3 separate regions of the Callithrix jacchus genome follow, and regions 1 and 2 are each linked to region 3. The links are chromatin contacts, called in public Hi-C maps. All regions are on one chromosome and are shown on one strand. The core of a region is the stretch at or near the end of the contact, and the rest is flanking DNA. Distances in the headings are between cores, read along the strand shown.

The links. Hi-C and Micro-C count contacts between places; a contact is called where the count stands out from the background.
Region 1: a Hi-C map of induced pluripotent stem cells shows a contact between it and region 3, with 3 times the contacts expected there. The contact joins the promoter of PRR7 here to the enhancer-like site in region 3. A contact is called at or near these places in 3 of 3 Hi-C or Micro-C datasets (induced pluripotent stem cells and skeletal muscle).
Region 2: a Hi-C map of skeletal muscle shows a contact between it and region 3, with 9 times the contacts expected there. The contact joins the promoter of PDLIM7 here to the enhancer-like site in region 3. A contact is called at or near these places in 2 of 3 Hi-C or Micro-C datasets (both in skeletal muscle).

What each region holds. Positions count from the first base shown.
Region 1 is chr2:68,690,359-68,694,781 of calJac240_pri, reverse strand. PRR7 (proline rich 7, synaptic) reads left to right here and starts at 2,687. Exons shown (of 3, transcript XM_002744488.7): 1 at 2,687-2,845. LOC118151350 reads right to left here and starts at 3,735. Exons shown (of 5, transcript XM_078364632.1): 1 at 3,540-3,735; 2 at 377-575; 3 at 1-3. The coding sequence starts at 3,564.
Region 2 is chr2:68,638,893-68,643,278 of calJac240_pri, reverse strand. PDLIM7 (PDZ and LIM domain 7) reads right to left here and starts at 2,168. Exons shown (of 12, transcript XM_078364629.1): 1 at 2,091-2,168; 2 at 1,017-1,123.
Region 3 is chr2:69,026,482-69,030,453 of calJac240_pri, reverse strand. No RefSeq gene overlaps it. Among named protein-coding and RNA genes, the nearest start is that of NSD1, 17 kb to the right of the region's middle. Within about 2 kb of position 2,248, at least 15 of the 16 cell types and tissues checked have an H3K27ac peak or open chromatin away from gene starts, as enhancers often do. A contact at or near this core is called in skeletal muscle, where this site is marked.

The DNA of each region.
Region 1 (4,423 bases), core at 1,438-3,937, 340 kb after region 3:
AACCTAAGGGAAGTAAGAGGAGGAGGGATTTGCTCAAGGTCTTCCCACTAACTAGTTAAGTGGCCATTGCAGAGTGGGGAGGAAGCCAGGTAAAATGGAAAAGCCGGATCCTACCCATGTGACATGCGAATGGAGCCTGGGTGGGTTTGCCCCTCTGTCCCAGGCTGTTTTGAGGTGGGAGTGGGGGATTTTTAGGTAGGTGTTAGCATGCCAGACCAAAGCCCAGCCCTGGGCAGGTATGCAAGAGTGAGTAGGTGCCAGGTGGGTGTGCAGGACCCTGAGGCACTCTGTCAGCACCTGGATCCGGTCGCCCTGGCCACGCTCCCCCTTGGGCTAGGGAGCATCCTGGGAACTTCCTGGCTAGGGTTAAACTCACCTTAAAGCTCTTACCACAGTGGGTCCTTGGCAGAGGGAACTTCCAGAATTCATTTCCCAGGAAGCTTCCCTGAGCTTTCCTCTGTGCCCAGCTCTGTGGTGGGAGCTGGGACCCAGATGGAGACGAGGCCCCTGGCAGCTTGGAGCCCAGCCTGGTAGGGAGGCAGACGTGGGAACAGCGAAACCCAGTGTGATCGGCACTGTGGAAGAGAAGATTCTAGAGCTGATAGGGTTGGGGGTGGGGCAGCACCAAACATGAGGCCCCTTGACAGTGAAGGTATCTGTTGGTGCCCTCCAGGACACAGGGACTGTTGCGCCCAAGTAGAGCCAAATGGATGGTCTAGGGCTTTAGTGGTTTAGGATGGCTAAGGATGGGAGGCCAGGGGTGGAAGCAAGGAGTGACTGGAGCTGAGGTTGGAGTTGAGGTCGGCGAGACACAGCCAGCTTTGAAAGTTGGGTTAAGATGATGGGGCTAAGGCCCACATGGGGCCTCATCTGGAAGGTAGGGGATTCCCTGAAGAGTTTTGACTGGTTGTATTGGGGTGTTTGCTCCGGCATCTACAAAAGCACCCCCGGTCTCTGTCCCTGTGGTTTGGATGGGACTGCGCTTCCACCCCCTGCATATGCATACTCCACACATATACCTAGAGTGAGAACCAGGTGGCAGAACTGTCCTCCCGTTAACTTAGAAGGTGTTCAGAGGATATGGAGGAGCTCCAGGGTCTTAGTTATGGACCCCATTCTCATCAGGGCACACCCACCAGAAGCAAGATGCTAGAGCCATTTGGTTTTGCATGCTTGAGCTCAGTTGCAAACCCAAGGAGTCAGTGGCCAGGCTGGATACTTGGCCACTGTGCACTGAGGGAGCAGTGCATTTGGGTTCACAGGCTCACAAGGATGGCACCCATAGGGCAATGATTCCTCTGATGAAATCAGGGTGCCTGTATACAAGGAGAAGGGAATGGATACTGGAAGAGCATTCCCTTTGGCCATAAGGAATACATATCCTCTCCTTTAACTCATAGGCACTTAGATTTGTTCACCAATAGAGACTCAGCCTAAATGAGTCCAAAAACAATCATTTGTGGAGTTGTTTGCTTGTTTTTTGCTCAAATGATGGGGAAGCAATTGGGGTTCTCTTTCCCCCAGGGACAGATGGCAGGATATGAGCCTAGGGCTATGGGAGTTGTCCTTGATACCTCTTGGGGTGAGTTTGCCTGAGACTGATGCAAACAGAAGCAGGTACGTACCTGATGCCACGGCAGGAATACCTGGAAGCAACTATGACCAAAGCTAGAATCTCTACCCTGGGACTTGCCAGTTACATGAGCTAGTCCCCTTTGAGCTCAAACCTTTTTTCTTTCTTTCTTTGTTTTTTGGAGACAGGGTCTCACTCCATTCCTTAGGCTGGAATGCAGTGGTATGATCTTGGCTCACTGCAACCTCTGCCTCCCGGGTTCAAGCAGTTCTCCACAGGCATGTGCCATCATGCCCGGCTAATTTTTTTTTTGGTAGATGTGGTGTACAGCTCAAACCTATTTGAGGGTTCTGTCACTTGCAACCCCAAATGTGCCAGCTGATGTGGTGGAGGGTGTTTTTGGAAAACACCTTAAGTGCAGTGGAGAAGTTGGACGAAAAATAGCCCAATTAAAAGGCGGATGGACAGCCAGGTTCAGAATGGCCTCTGCAAGCTTGGACCTCGGGGTAGACAGTGGGGCCCTCTCTAGGGGTCATCTGTTCCCTAGGGGAAGGCATGTCCACAGAGGCCAGGGCTGTGGATTCGGCACTAGGTCCTCCTTCCCCTGCTGCTTGCTAGTAGGCATGTGGTGGTGTACGCCTGCTGGGCACCTAACAGAAGGGGTCGTGAGTTGAGAGAGAGCCACATTGGGGTGCCTGCCTGCCCCGGGGCCCTGCCCACTGCGTGTGCGCAGCCCCTGTCAGGATGTGACGGGGGCCTGGACGTGTGTGTGCTCTCGAAGCTGAGCTGTGTGCACGTCGGGGTTCTCGACCTTAGCTGCCTGGCTGGGCATCCAGCGTGCATGACCGGTGTGGCCGGGGCTCCAGCCCGGCGTGTGCACTGGATCTGCCGGCACGTGCCTCCCTGTGAGGGTGCCCTGGCGGGTGTGAGCCCGGTGGGCTGGAGAGAGTCGGGGCTCGGCGCCGCAGGTGGGTGTCCGTCCTCCCCCTCCTTCCCTCCGGGGGCAGCCTACTCGCGGCGTGTGGCGGGGGATGGGGGGCCCTCTGCCGGCCGCCGCGCGCGCGCACGCCGGGCTCAGCACCCGCCGTGTACGCGCCCGTGCGCGCGCCCCGTGCCTCCAGCCCAGCGCTCGGAGCCGCTTTCGCTGCCACTGTCTGCTCCCACGGGCCGCCGCCGCCGCCTCCTCCCCGCGCAGGCCCGGGGCTCTGTCCGCTGGGCCCGCGCCACTCGCCCCGAGCCAGGAGAACGAGCTCGAGGAGGATGCCTGGGCGCGTGAGTACCGCGGCGGCTGCGGGCCGGGCGGGCACTGAGCGCGGGCGGAAGATGGTCCCAGGACTGAGCCCTTCCCCGCGGGCAGCTCTGCGCCCTGGCCCCGGGTCGCCGCCCCGGACCCCAGCCTGTGCCGCAGGCAGCCCCTCCCCCAGCCCACACCGGAGGGAGGGAGAGCTCCAGTGAGCTAGGGAGCCGGAGCGGGGCGCGAGCCGCCACCAGTTCGCTTGGAAACGGTTGCCACAGCAACGGGGTTGCGCTCCCCGGCAACACGACTGCGGGGCGGCGACGCCCCCTCCCCCTTTCCCTTCCCCCCACGCGTGCCCGCAGCTCGGGGGCGCAGGGGGAGACGGGTGCGCGGCGGGGGTACGTCGCCCCTCTGGCCCGGCTGGGTGTGCCTGCCTCCACAGCCCGTCGAGGATGGGGGTGGGGGCGAGTGGCCGTGGGCACGGGCTGGCTCCCACGTGGCTGCAGTCGTCGCAGCAGGGTTCCTGGGATGGCTGCAGACCTGGGGGTGGCCCAGCCCTTGGGCTTGTCACGGGAGGAGGAGGCACTGGAGGCTGGGGCTGGGGTCTCTGACCATAGACCCCCACCCACCCACCCAACCACTACCAACAACAACACCCAGGGCCTAACCGCGCCAGCCCTGGACATGGCCTGAGCTGAGTTGGGTTCCCCCAGGGGCGATGTTTCTTACCAGGGGAGAGGAGCGAAGCTTGCATCCCTCCTCCTCCTCACAGCCAGGGCATGTGCCACACCGGGCAGGGGCCCGCGGTGAGTCTCTGCTCCACGTTTCTAGCCACCATTCTCCAGGGAGGGGTGGAAGCAGAGTGGGCAGGAGCAGAGGAAAGGACATTGCTAACCCAGGGAAGCTGAAGCCCAGGCCAAATGGGAGCGACCCAGCCCATTGTCTGGATCACAAGTGCCCCTTTCTTGTCTGAGCACAATGCCCCAACTGTACTGAGTGGCTTGCAGGTTGGCCGGCAGGGAGGCCCGGGCCACATGGAGGTGCCCGGTCCTCCAGGGGAGCTCCTCTGGCGCTCAGAGGAAATGACCTCTGGCTCCCCTCCCAACCTCCCCTCAGTGGGCATCATGCTGGAGAGAGAAATGGCCCTCCTGCCAGCTCTCCCAGGCCTGACTCAGCAGATGCCAGCCACGACCACGGGCTTCAGATCCAGCATCCCAGCGACCACAACCACCCTTGGGTTTCCTTTCCCGTCCGGGGAGGCATACTAGAGGTGACTGGCATCTGAGGCATTTGAGGCCTTGGCATAAGATGCCCTTAGATGGGTGGTGCCCTGGAGGTCAGGCCTGAGTCTCCTGCAGGCAGGCGTACTCACAGGTGCTTTTCATTCCCTTCCTGCTCTGTGGGACCTGTGTTGAGCACTCTGCCTCCATTATCTCCTAATTTTTTACAACAATTGCAGAAGGTAAGTTTATTTTCCCTATTTGAGAGGTGAAGACTCTAAAGGGAGGCTCAGGGAGGTGAGTGACTTGCCCAAGGTCACACTACCCATAAGTGGCAGAGCTGAGTCTACAGTGCAGACTTCTCTGTGGGCAAGGCCCCTCTGCCTGCTAACT
Region 2 (4,386 bases), core at 919-3,418, 390 kb after region 3:
CTTCCTGCCATTAGCTGCCTGCCCACTGGGTGCCTGGGTGGGTCTCTCTGGGCAGGCGGATATAGGGGCAGGAAGTCCCCACCCCTGCCTGACCCCCAGCCCATGGGCTGGCCTCACCCACTCTGGGCAGGCAATTTGCTGTGTCTCACTACTGGACCATACAGCTGGAGCTGCAGCCTCCTGCCCTGCTGAGGGGCCCACCGGTGGGGTTCAGGGAGCCAGGCCTAGGTCAGCCCTTTTCAGCTCTGCAGACTGTAGCCACTGTTGGCCATCCCAGCATGGGGCTGCATTCTTGGGCTTATAAGGCAATCCCCCTACTACAGGGAGGAGCCAGCTTCCAGCTCCACCCCCACCAGGGCAGGCTCTTGGGAACCAAAGTTAAGCCCCTAGAGCTGAGCCCTGTCCTACACTTCTGCTTGGGGTCAAAGGCCACCACATCCTGAATGAGAACGGTGGATGCAGGTCCTTACATAGGCTGGGGAGGGACCCGTTCTCTTACCCACAAAAAAATGCACCCCATCCTGTGCCTCAGTTCCAATCCCTGCTTTACCATGGACTCAATGATTGAGCCCCTCCACCTCTCCATGATTTCCTCCTCTCATCTAGAAAAACAGGATGACTGCTATTCTCTGGGTGGCAGTGAGTTTGAAGTGAAATCCTATAGTCAGAGTGCCCTACCTGTGGCCTGGCTCCCCTCTCAAGTTTAGATACCTCCTGGAGATGTCAGGCTCCCATCCTGCACAATGAGCCTCCCTCCAGCCCTCTGAGGTGGCCACAGGAGTTTGGGAGAACAGCTTCAGGTACAGAGCAGGACTGGGGAAGCTGGACTGCTTCTCTCCCAGTGTCCACGTCATTGGGAGTCCTTGTGGCCGGCAGGTACCACCACATCTCTGGACCTGAACATCTCCTGGCCTGCTGGCCCCTAACTATCTCCTGTTAGGACTCCCCCCATCACCCTCTGGAAACCTGAGCACCCAAAGACTGCTGGGGGAGCCCCTCCCCAAACCTAGGCTCACCCGGGAAATGGAGAGGGGCATATTGAAGTCCTTGCCCCCTTGCAGCCGGAAGCCCCAAGGTGCTGGTCCCTCCAGCACTACCTTGAAGGAATCCATGATGCCGGCTTCTGAGAGGAAAGAAGAGAAGGTGTTACCAGCATGGTGGGTGCGCAGGCAGGACGGCCCAGCTCAGGATACCAGCCCTGGACAGGGGCCAGGCAGGCACGGGCAGCGGTGAGCACACCCAAGGTATAGTAGGCAGGTATTTTGTCAGGCTGGGCTGTGCTGCTGGCTGGCGTACCTCAATTTGGAAAGAGGAGCAGCCTCTGTCCCCTAGGGACTGGAACGGTGAGTGATGCCTAAATACAGGCTCGAGGTTCTTTTCAACCAGGGGTGGGCCAAGGGACTAAACTGGTGTGGCCTCCCCCCAAGGCAGCCAGCCTGGAGCCTCGGGTGGCCGGGTGAGTCAGGGGCCGGCTCTCCTCTCCCCCGCCCCCAGGTCCCGGCAGGCAGGCCGCGACTGGAGCCTGCTCGGACTATATAAGGCATGTAAGCTGACACTGTGCGAAGAGCCAGCGGAGGGAGCACACGGGGGCTTGGGACGCGAGGGGGAGGGGAGGGAGGCGGCTGGAGCGGATCCTAGCCATTCCGGGACCAGTGGAGGCTGCTGGGAGCCAGGGCGGGACCCCTGGGTGCTGAAGAAGGGGGAAGGCGAGAGTGGGGTGTGGCCCCTGTGGAAACAGGTTGGGGCCAGGACCCTAAACCACAGCTTGGAGGGGAATCCTTCCCGGAGCCCAGTGGAGGTGGTGCCTCCCACACAGAAGTGCTCCCACACCGAAGTGACTCAGTTTCCCCCTAGTCCCCCGCCCGAGCCCCATGCATTGGACTGGCCCCGGCCGCAGGAAGCAGCGCAGGCGCCAATCGGCTCCGCCGCAGCCGGCTTCGCGGCAGGAAGGCGGGGGCGGGGGCGGAGGCAGGGGGCAGAGCCCGCGGGAGGAAGCACAACCTGGATCACGACCCCCAGAGCCCTTGTCCTCAGCACGCCCCGGGCGCCCGCCTGGTCCAGCCCAAGACGTCCCGCGCGGTCATCGATACCTGCTTGGCCCCGCCGGGGCGCTGCTCGCTGTCAGGCTCCAGGGAGCCGCGTTGAGATCCGCCGCCAGCGATCTGACCCCGCCCCCGCAGCCGCCCTCCGTTTTGAGGGCGCGGGAGGGGGCGGGGAAGCAGATCACGCCCTCACATGGCCACGCCCACCAGCCGTCCTCCGCTGGTAGAAAGTCCCACCCAGATCTTCAGCCCCGCCCAATCACGAAGTCCCCTCGGGCTTCGGGCTGCGAGGCCTCGCCGACCCGGTCCGGGCAGTGGGGCGGAGCCGCGGCGGGCGGGGCGGAGCCGGGGCGGGAGGGGCGGGGTTGCGGGTCACTTCTTTAGGAAGGCGCTGCCTCGCCCAGTCCCTCGCACCACCCGCTGGCGGAGGGAAAGGAAAACGGCCCTTCCTACCGGACGGACCTGGGACCTTGTCTCTAAACTTTCGTTTCCTACTCAGAAAAATGGGGCGATCACACTCGCTTCGCAGGGCCGCCACGAGGGTCGGTATCCTAGCACAACCGTCGGGGGCTCAGAATTTCTAAATCAGGGGCTGGAGGAGACAAGTCGAGGTGGGAAAGTTGAGGCCTACAGGGGCGTTTAAAGCTAGATTTGCGCAACGCTGTACCGAAGGCAGGAAAACAGGGCCGGAGCGGACGCCAGTGGCCCCTGGCCTGTGGGCCCTGCCCTCGCTCGCAGCCCCGCAGCCCTGACCCGGCCCGCGCCCCGTCGGAAGCGCCGCGTCCCCCTCCACCCCGGCCAGAATGGGCTGCGCCTCGGGGAGGGCGTCCTTAGAGTCCCGGCCCCGCGATCAGCCGGGCACTATGGCCGGCGGCGCAGACACTGAGTGCAAGTGGGTTTCGGGGTGAGGGAAGGGGCATCCACCTTCCACTCGCTTGGTGGTCCCGGTCCGTCAGCTCCTCCTAGGACATGGTCGCTGCAGTTCTCCCCTCTCCATCCACTGTCATCACACCCGCCCTCTTCTGCACAAACCGCCGTGAGAGTTCTCATTGTTAAAGACCTTCTCTTGACCCCGGATTCCTCTCCAGCTACTACCCTTTAATTCTCTTGAGAGTAAAATTCCTCCAGGGAGTTGTCTGTTTATCGCGTCTCCACTTGCTTTCCTTCGGTTATCTCTTGAAGCCATGCCAGTCAGACTTTTGTGAGCACCAGTCCCCTGAGATCTCTCTTCTCAAGGTCCCCAGTGGCGTGGAGGCCATCGGGCCATGGAATCCATGGTAGTTCAGTTTCATCCTGCCCTGCCTAGGGGCAGCACTGGTCCAGGTTGATCCTATTCCCGGAAACACCCTTTTCCCCTGGCTTCACAGCTTTTCCCTGCCCCACTGGCCTCTCCTTCCCATCCTCCTCCAGGGTCTCCTCCTCTGCCTCTGGCCTTGGCCGTCTGATGTAGAGCCTCTCTTTATGCTCACCCCCTAAGACCCTATGCAGTCCTGTGGCTTTCAATACCATCTATATGCCAAGGCATCCCACGTTTCATGGCCAGCCTGACCTCTCCCCAAGAACTCCAGACTCAACTATCCAAAAGCCTGGCTAGATGTTTACTAGATCAGCAGAAGGTGAGCAGCGGCAAGCCAGAGAAGCTGAGTTTAGGGGCAGCATTAGATTCCCATAGGAGTGTGAAGCCTACTATGAACTGTGCATGCGAGGGATCTAGATTTCTCATTTTTTCTGAGAATCTAATGATAATGGGTCAGGTGCGGTGGCTCATGCCTGTAATCCCAGCACTTTGGGCGTCTGAGGTGGGTGGATCACTTGAGGTCAGGAGTTCAAGATCAGCCTGGCCAACATGGTGAAATTCTGTCTCAGCTGGGCATGGTGGTGCATGCCTGTAGTCCCAGCTACTTGGAAAGCTGAGGCTGGAGAATCGCTTGAACCCGGGAGGCGGAGGTTGTAGCAAGCCAACATGGTGCAACTGCACTCCAGACTGGGCAACAGAGTGAGACTCTGTCTCCAAAAAAAAGACTCTAATGGTAAATGTCATGCACTTCAACCATCTGAAATCATGCCCACCCCACCCCCAGTCCGTGGAAAAATTGTCTTCCATGAAACCAGTCCCTCCATCCAAAAAAGTTGGGGAACCACTGTACTAGTTATCTCAGACCATCATGGTCCAATTCAAACTTGTGCCTTTTCCACCTCCCTAAGTCCTTCCTCACTTCAAGAAGTGCCACCAATATTCATCCAACTGGTTCAGCAGAAACGAAGTTATCCTTCCTTTCTCTTTTCTCTGTCCTCCCCTAGATTCTACAAATTCTGCCTTCAACATGTTTCATAACTAACCACT
Region 3 (3,972 bases), core at 999-3,498:
GGCCAAGGCGGGTGGATCACGTGGTCAGGAGTTCAAGACCAGCCTAGCCAACACAGTGAAACCCTGTCTCTACTAAAATATATATATATATGTGTGTGTGTACAAAAATTAGCTGGGTGTGGTGGCAGGTGCCTATAATCCCAGCTACTTGGGACGCTGAGGCAGGAGAATCATTTGAACCTGGTAGGTGGAAATTGCAGTGAGCCGAGATCCCCCACTGCACTCTAGCCTGGGTGACAGAGCCAGACTTCGCCTCAAAAACAAACAAACAAAAAATAATAAAATAAAAAAATAAAAGATGGCCAGGCACAGTGGTTCAGGCCTGTAACCCCAGCACTATTGGGAAGCCAAGGCAGATGGATCACCTGAGGTTGGCAGTTCAGGACCAGCCTGGACAACATGGAGAAACCCCGTCTCTACTAAAAATACAAAAAAATAGGCCGGGCACGGTGGCTCAAGCCTGTAATCCCAGCACTTTGGGAGGCCGAGGCGGGCGGATCATGAGGTCAAGAGATAGACACCATCCTGGTCAACATGGTGAAACCCCATCTCTACTAAAAATACAAAAAATTAGCTGGGCATGGTGGCGCGTGCCTGTAATCTCAGCTACTCAGGAGGCTGAGGCAGGAGAATTGCCTGAACCCAGGAGGCGGAGGTTGCGGTGAGCTGAGATCGTGTCATTGCACTCCAGCCTGGGTAACAAGAGCGAAACTCCGTCTCAAAAAAAATAAAAAAATAAATAATAAATAAAAATAAAAATACAAAAAATTAGGCGGGCATGGTGGTGCATGCCTGTAATCCAAGCTACTCGGAAGGCTGAGGCAGGAGGATCGCTTGAACCCGGTCGGCAGAGGTTGCCGTAAGCAGAGAATGCGCCATTGCACTCCAGTCTGGGCAACAAGAGCAAAACTCCATCTCAAAAAAAAAAAAAAATACAAAAATTAGTCGGGTGCGGTGGTGGGCACCTGTAATCCCAGGTACTGGGGAGGCTGAGGCAGGAGAATCGCTTGAACCCGGTAGGCAGAGGTTGCAGTGAGCTAAGATTGCACCACTGTACTCCAGCCTGGGCGACAGCGAGACTCCACCTCAAAATATATGTATACATATATATATTATATATTTACTATAAATAAGCACACAACTTAATACATATTTATTGAATGAATTTATGTTGAACCTGAGTTATCTGTGAGGTTCCCTGAGACATCTGTGACTTTAGGCGGTGGTACAAATCTAGGTTAGATAGGGGCTCCAGCATTGCTGTCATCTAGGGAATGCACGTGCTGAGTGGATGAGATCCCTTGCAGAAGGTGAGTGAATGATAATCAAAGTGGGCCTGGGATGGGGCACTGGGACACCACTGTTTGCCAGGCAGGGAAAAGAGAAGGCATGCCCATGACAGAGAGGCACAGAGAAGGGCTTGTGAGAATTAGGAGCGATCAGGCAGGAGTGGCACGGCCTGGAAACCTGGCTGATTCAAGTGGGGTAAAAAGTCAAATGCTGCTCAAAGTAAAGCAGCAAAGATCACGAAACGTCACCAGATTTGGTTACAGTGGCACTGCTGGTGGTCTGAAGCCAGACTACAGTGAGATGAGGAGGAAGATGAGGAAGAGGGGGCAGGACAGTGGAGGGGAGGAGAGGCAGAGCCTGGTTGCAGGGGAGTTGAGACTTTTCTCTGCCGTTTGTGGGGGGCCAGGAAGGAGCAAGAAGACAGGAAAGGGTTGGCGCTCCAGAGGCGCAAGAGGAGAAGGAGACAAGAAACCCAAGTTAGCAAATAAGGCAGGACTGAAAGCCAAGGAGCATGGCCGGCCCAGTCGTCCTGTCTCGTTCTCCAAGCGCTGCCGCAGGGCTGGTGGTGAATTCAGATAAACAGGCACAAAGGACCAGTGGGGTCGCTCGCAAGATCTGGGACACGTTGAACGTTATTAAGAATTGGCCGCCCTTTCCCGGCGTAACCCAGCACACAAAGATGATCTTTTCCGAAACTCCACCGCCGCAGAGTCTTTCGCGGGGCCCACGGCACCAGCCGCCGCTGATTGGTCCGTGGCAGCCACCTGACCGAACGAACCAATCGGAGGCGTTCTCCCAGGAATGAGGCCCGCGTGTGGCCGGGAGGGGAACCGGAACTGAGTGCTTCAGGGCTCAGCTGCTGTGCGGGCCACGTGCGGGGTTCTGCTGGCACCGAACTGTGAGGCTGGGGTCGGGTCTCCCACTACCCTGTTCTGCCGGCCGAAGGTGTCGGGGAGTCCGCCTGCCCCAGACGTCAGGACCCTGTGTCCTTTTGCTAAATTCCCACTTTTTCGCTCGCTGGCTTCTGGGGCTATGTCCTTTTTCCCTTTCGTCCAAAGTAATAGATTTGGAGGCAAGCAGACCAAGTTGAAATTACTTCCTCCGCCGGGCGCGGTGGCTCACGCCTGCAATCTCAGCACTTTGGAAGGCCTAGGCGGGCGGATAGCTTTAGCTCAGGAGTTTGAGACCAGCCTGGGCAACATGGTGACACCGCGTCTCTATTTAAAAATACAAAAATTAGCCGGGGGGCGGGCGCGGTGGCTCACGCCTATAATCGCAGCACTTTGGGATGCCAAGGCGGGTGGATCACGAGGTCAAGAGATCGAGACCATCCTGGTCAACATGGTGAAACTGCGTCTCTACTAAAAATACAAAAATTAGCTGGGCATGGTGACGGGCGCCTGTAGTCACAGCCACTCGGGAGGCTGAGGCAGGAGAATTGCTTGAACCCAGGAGGCGGAGGTTGCAGTGAGCCGAGTTCGCGCCATTGCACTCCAGCCTGGGTAACAAGAGCGAAACTCCGTCTCAAAAAAATAAATAAATAAAAATTAGCCGGGCATGGTGACGCGTACGTCTAGTCCCAGCTACCCTAGAGGCCCAGTGGGAGAATCACTTGAGCCCAGGTGTTTGAGGGTGCATTGAGCCATGATGGCACCACTGCACTCCGGCCTGAGCGACAGATTCCGTCTATTAAAAAAAAAAAAAAAAATTAGCCGGGCATGGCAGTGCATGCCTGTGGTCCCAGCTATGCTGGAGGCCAAGGTGGGAGGATCATTCTTGAGCAAGAGGAGGCGGGGTGCAGTGAGCTGAGATCACGCCACAGCACTCCAGCCTGGGCGAAAGAGTGAGACCTTGCCTCAAAAATAAATAAATGGATAAATTAATAAATGCCGAGCACGCTGGCTCACACCTGTAATCCCAGCACTGTGGGAGGCCAAGGTGGGCAGATTGCTTGAGCTCAGGAGTTTGAGGCCAGCCTGGGTAACATGGCAAAACCCGTCTCTACCAAAAAATAGAAAAATTAGCAGAATGTGGCGGTGTGTGCCTGTGGTCCCAGCTACTCGTGAGGCTGAGGTGGGAGGATCACTTGAGCCCAGAAGGCGGAGACTGCAGTGAGCCGAGATTACACCACTACACTCCAGCCTGGGTGACAGAGCAAGACCCTGTTTAAAAAGAAGAAAAAAAGAAAAGAAAAATTACTTGCTTATCATATGACCTAGGACAAGTGTTTCATTTCATTGAATCTCTGATACCTCTTCTAGAAAATGGGACGACTCATACCTACTTTAATATCTTTGTGAAGATTGTAAAGTCTCGTGCCTGGCACACTGTGAGCTCCCAAAACACATTGGTAACAATTTTTATGATTGTGGATAATCCTACCCTCGAGGAACTCACAATCCAATCACACACGGCCTTGTACTAAGGCTTTTTTCCCCCTATTCTCCTTTACTAGAATCTATACTGCTTGTTAACAAGGGCATAACCCCAAGGTGGGTGGATCACCCGAGGTCAGGAGTTCAAGACCAGCCTGGCCATCATGGTGAAACCCCATCTTAAAAAAAATAATAATTAAAAAAAAAAAAACAGGGCATAACCATATGCCTTTTTAGTCTTCCAATCCCACAATCCTTCACTTGGTCTAACAAGGATAAACATAAGCTATACAGAAACAGTAGTAGG